Linked DNA regions of Mus musculus: region 2 is linked to region 1. A link is a contact called in public Hi-C data. All regions are on one chromosome and are shown on one strand. Each heading gives the region's core, a stretch centred on a gene start, on an enhancer-like site or on the middle of the called end of the contact. The rest is flanking DNA. Distances are from core to core; before and after follow the strand shown. Region 1 overlaps Gm1604a (predicted gene 1604A). Region 2 holds the start of Cep43 (centrosomal protein 43).

What was found. A called contact is a pair of places that touch in the nucleus more often than the background predicts.
Region 2: a contact with region 1 is called in a Hi-C map of myocytes, with 5 times the contacts expected there. The contact joins the promoter of Cep43 here to the enhancer-like site in region 1. A contact is called at or near these places in 5 of 39 promoter capture datasets (the HPC-7 cell line, cranial neural crest, hematopoietic stem and progenitor cells and 2 more), 1 of 484 Hi-C or Micro-C datasets (myocytes) and 1 of 115 datasets of contacts at active chromatin or transcription factors (memory CD8 T cells).

The regions. Positions count from the first base shown.
Region 1 is chr17:7,874,639-7,877,338 of GRCm38.p6, reverse strand. The region is part of intron 5 of Gm1604a (predicted gene 1604A); the gene reads left to right. Among named protein-coding and RNA genes, the nearest start is that of AU041480, 39 kb to the right of the region's middle. Within about 2 kb of position 1,263, at least 95 of the 459 cell types and tissues checked have an H3K27ac peak or open chromatin away from gene starts, as enhancers often do. A contact at or near this core is called in hematopoietic stem and progenitor cells, myocytes and neutrophils, where this site is marked.
Region 2 is chr17:8,164,258-8,166,957 of GRCm38.p6, reverse strand. It overlaps Cep43 (centrosomal protein 43), which reads right to left and starts at 1,440. Exons shown (of 12, transcript NM_201230.5): 1 at 1,260-1,440; 2 at 981-1,034. The coding sequence starts at 1,361.

The DNA.
Region 1 (2,700 bases), core at 14-2,513:
TGTGTGCTCTCCAGGAAGGGTTCTGGGGCTCTGAATGTCACAACTTGTGACTTAACCAAAGGCAATACTTTCGAAACTTCTGCACATCGTCGGCATAAAACTGTGATAATGTTCACATCAAACCTTGAGGTAAACAGAGGCAGCAGGTAGCTGATCCAAGCCTTCTCCAGACAGGCTAACAATTGGAAAGATCCACCCGGGACTCTCTTACCTGTTTAATTAGTAAAGGTCGGCCTGAAAAGTTAAAGGACCAGCCTTAGCCTGTTGTGAAGTCTGAGCAAATGGCCCTCCGTGGTTTTCATCTACGGCTTCTTCAGCCATAGCCCAGAGCTGATGTTATCTGCAAGGTGGCCATAATTCATGACCTGCCTCCAGTAATGGTCCTCGTGGACCAGGATTTCACAGCTTCTGCTGTCCTCAAACCAGCTTCAATCAGTTTTTTTTTTTTACTCGTATCTGGTAGATATCGGCACGTCAGCAGACAGTGTGACTGTGAGCATGTATGCTTTGAGCACACGCCTCTATGCAATTTATGCGTGCACATGGGCATGTGTGTGTGAGTTCATGTCCACGTGTGTATGCATGCGTGCGTGCGTGCGTGCGTGCGTGTGTATGTGTGTGTGTGTGTGTGTGTGTTTGTAAGGAGGGGAAGCGGAGACAGTTACCCATTGTCTTGTTTTTTCAGAATCTCTTCCATCTTAAAGATGTCAAAACTCAGGCAAATCTTTTACATAGAAAAAAATGTTTTTTAGTCAAATTACCATTTCCTATTATTTAAAAGGCAAACACTAAGAATCCCTTCTATTGTGAGTTTTTGCGTTTGACCACCAGTGACAGCGTACCACTCACCTCTGTAACTTTGTTCTCTGGCCTTTCCACCCACTAGACACCTCCCACTGCCTCAGTGCCTAGCTCTGTAGATAAATGACACAGCCCAGAGGAAAGCCTGGGCGGGCTGCGACTGGGGGTTTCAGTGCTTGCTAAAGGTTACTGAGCCCCTGGGGAGAGAATGGGACAGATGTAGCCGGAGACAATGGGTTTGTGTCTTGGTGGGTGTAAAGTCCAAATAAGTAAGCCTGGGGGTGGGGGGGGGGCGGGTATTTCACTCAACAGGCAAGAGCAGGGCAGCTACTCCCAAAGCCACGCCCCCCCGGGGGGGGGTAAATCAGGGACTTTTATTCTGGGAGCCTTTCCGTATTCCTGTAGGGGTTGGTCTGTTCCTGGGCCTGCTCAGTTAAGGAGCACATTCTTGCGCATGCCCAGTTCAAGGTCGTGGTTTAAGTAGGCAGTGAGCACATTTTGGGGCGTGCTTAATCTGAGGTCACGGAGCACATTTAAGAAATTAAACTGATGGTCAGGAATGCTTCCTGGCCTGCTCAGCTTACATCGTAAAGTTTTAGTTGAAGACAGAGGAAAGGTGCCTATGGCCCATTCGTATAGGAGTTTGTTTGCCTTTAGTGGCTGAGTTTGGACTCAATCTGTTCTGTATTCAGGAATCTTCTCCCGGGGGAAGTGACCAGTTGTTTTCTTGTATCTGAGGTATAAATAAGTCCCCACTAGAGAGGAATACTTAGTCTTTTCCCTACTCCCCTCGGAGTCTGCCACGTCGCCTAAGCAACATTGCCAACCTACAAATGATTGGTTGATGCCTGAGGGGGCAGTGGAAATTGCTAGAAGTCTCCCCGTGTCCAAAAGCACACATAGGAATTTGAGCCCAGTGCTCTTGCCAATTGCTTATACAGAGCTAGTAAGCCAAATCTTCCCTCCTGTGCTAACGGTGTCACCTAAAATACCTCGTCCCGGACAGTGGTGGTGGTGGTACAAGCTCCAATCCAGCCCGTCCCAGCCTCCTGTGATTATAAAGACCACGAAAACATCCAGCTGATATGAGGGCTGCTGCTGCTACTGGCAAAATGGATGAATGTTTGCAGTTGGAGGTTATCAACCATACTGAGGGTGAAGGACAGAACACTTGTCAGATTCATATTCGTCTGACTCGAGAACATGTATACGTAGCAAACCACGCCCAGGAAAAGGCTTCCTCCCGTGAGCGCTTTGCTCTGCCAGGTGGACAGCGGGGAGGGTGCTAGCCTGCCTTCTTCCAGCCTCTCTCTTCTATTTTCCTTGCCCCCCCCCCCCAACCATCCCCTACCCCTTTCTCTTCATTCCTCTGAGATCTCAGCTGAGCCGTACACTCACAGGGGATTTACTTTTCTGACACACACAGAGACCTGAAGTGAGTGGTGTCACCAAAAGAATAAAGAAAACCCCAAACTTAGCGCCTCGTGTTAACCGCGTTTCACAACAAAGGCTGCCAGTGCCCTGGCTGACAGGGAAATTTTAAAAGTCATTGAAGTCGGAAATGTGTGACGTAGCCAATAGCAGCTGTGTGGAAACTGCTCTGCCCGTGGTCTTTCTACCAGTGACACGTTTCCACAGTGGGGCAGGCTGGGGGCTATCTCATTCTTTCAAGCTACGGAAAGTGGTTCGGTGTGTGGCCAGACCTGGTCTGTGGGAGCTTTGAGAAAGCACTGGAGAGGGAAAGGCAGAGTGTCAGAGGCGCCCGTGGAAGGGGTGCAGGGGAGCAGAGAGCCCAGGTAGGGCCTAAGCCACCGGGACTCCCCTCATCCCACTGTGGGGGTCTGGCATAAAGGAAGATGTGGCGATTCAGTATGCCAAGTCCCGAGTGCCTTCGCAAAC
Region 2 (2,700 bases), core at 191-2,690, 290 kb before region 1:
GAGTACAGCTAGACGGATACAGGTAACCTTCCTGAACTGACAGACTGGGATAGCAGCAACAGGGCACAAGTTAGGACCCAGGAGCTTCTCTTGTTCCTGTGAGTGAAGGATCAGGTAAGAAAGCTAAAGGGGACCAGACGGGAGAACCCCAGACCCTGCTCAGTTACAACCCACCACTACGGAACTCACACAGTCACCTGGCTAAGTGACTTTTCTTTGGCAATGCTTATGCAGAAACAGGTTAAGAAAATAATTCACTGGATCAAATGATAATTACTGTTTAACTAGAAAGCAAAGAAACATGAGACTCCCAAGGGTGGACAATGGGACCCAGCCTGGCCAAGAACCAACCAGTAAGGATGAAGAGGAGAAAGTTAAGAGCAGGTAGGTTAAACAGGGCCACAGCCGTGGAAGGATGGAGGCAGATCTGTCACACAGTAAGACTTTGATTCTCCTGTGATTCTTACTGACAAGGAGTTACAGGACATTTACTCAGGATGGTTGCTGGGGCCTGGGGTAGGCAGAAAAGCCAAGTTATTAAACATTCAGGTCTCACTAGATTTCTTTTTTGGGGGGTGGGGGGATAAGATCAGAGATGTTTTTAAAGTAATGGTCAGATTTTTAACCAACCAATCAGAATTTGGGAAAAGGTTCCAGTGTGCATTCCTTACTGCCAAGACATTTGAAGTGTACTAGCTTATAAAAATTTCAAAGTAATACTTCCGGTAACTCAACGAACCGCTTTCACGTGACTCCTGCACCTGAGCCTTAGCTACTACTGTCTCCCGAAATTCCTGTGCTACTTTAAGGCCACTCTAAACGTGCAAAATGATTTAGAAAATGAGTATTGGTAAAAGCCCAATCCTTAGCCGTTCAGAAGCATCCCCGGTTAGTTACTGAACTATTTCAGGACGGCTTTTCATTTATTAGAAACCGGGCATTAAGAGGTACGGCATGAACAAGGTCTGGGGATCTCTTACCTCTACTTTTTCTTGTTCTTCTAGTGCTAAAAACACAGCCGCTCTGAGTTCAGCCTTCAAAAAAAAAAAAAAACCACAAGATTATAAGTCAGTTTCGCAACCTGAAAGAACGGGGGCAGACACGAGGGTGCCGGCCGCGCGGGCAGCGAGCGATGGAAGGCGACGGGCCTGTGCGCTCCACACCCGGCCCACGAACTCGGGCCAAGGCCCCACGGCCGCGTGGCCGCCTCGTGCCGGCGTCCCGCGCAGCCCCGAGCCCCGGCGGCCGCCCCGCCGCACCTTGATGCGGTTCAGCACGCCGCTGTTCTCCAGCGTCTGCACCAGCAGGTCGCGCAGCTCCGTGTCTTCCTCGGCCACCACCGCGGCGGTAGTCGCCGCCATCTTGCTTCTCCAAGACAACCACCCAAGCCGCGCTAACGGCCAACGGCCGCCGCGGAAGCCACCCGGCCCGCGAGCGCGCAGTCGCAGCCCCGCCCCTCACGCGGGGAAGAAGACCTACGGGGTGGGGCCTTCAGGCCGGTGTTTGGGTTTCATGACGCGAGGGGCGAGGTCTCAGCGTGTCGTTTATGGGCGGAGCCATGGACACGGGGCGGGGTCAGGCTCTGGTGACCGGGTCAGGCTCTGGTGACGCGCTCTGTGGCATATTAACAGAATTATATTAGAAATTTCACTAAATTGCACTTAATTTCCCCATTCCTGTGCGAGAGAAGAGTCCACTTTGGCTGAACTTACTGGCTCGACCCGCTTAGATGGCGGTGTCGGGGGGAGAGGCTCTGGGAGGGAGGGACAAGAGGAACTGCGGAGCGGAGACTCCAAGTGGGCGGAGTAAACTGCGGGGCGGGGCCTTCCAAGGGGTTGTTTCTAAGCGTGAGCAGCAAGTAGGCATTCTATTCTCGCCTCTGTGCGTGTATACTCGCTCAGCTTAAGCCGGTTTTGCTCGGCGGCGGGGTCTGCTGTCTCTGGAACCTTGCTCTTATTCTTTTGAAAGAGCAATCGGCCAGGAGAGGAAATTCCAGGCTGCCTCATACATGGGAAGCTTCAAACGTGTTGGCTTGGAACTTCACAAAGTTTCCCCATACCGGTCTGTAAAAGGGTTGTGGACTCATTTCCAACCACGCAAGTGGCCTGTGCAGTATGAATGCATATTCACGTAGGAATAAAGTTAAACGCTTTCTGTGCTGCTTTTTATGAGAGAAACTAGAAGAGTGGTTTTTTTGTTTGTTTTCCTACATCTTCCAAGAAAGGAACCATTGAGAGGTTAATTTTTAAGCCTGGCCTTAAGGAGAACAGTTAGGGGGTTAGAAGGGTCACACCGAACACTGAGGACATTGGTTAAGAGGGAGCAAAGAGTACTTCCCATGCTGGCAGTCTAATTACAATCGGGGCACAGGAAAGGAAATGGGTTTAATAGATCAGGAAAAACTAAGAGGAGTCCTTGTAGTGTGCAAACTTCAAGCTAGGGCCAGATGAAGGGGAGAGTGCTCCAGTAAAGGAAGAAACTCGTCTGTGTGCAGTGAAAGCAGCACTGGTGTAGTTGGCAGAAGGAACCAGGAATGGGGGTTGGGAGGCTGGTCCAATGCAGATGACACACTACTGTGGAGAATGACGGGCTTGAGGCATTAGCTGATCTGTAGATCGGATACTCAGAAAGGTCTGAAATGCATCTAATCAATACTTTCAAATTGAGTGGCTATCCTGTTCTAGACCCTTGAAGATTGAG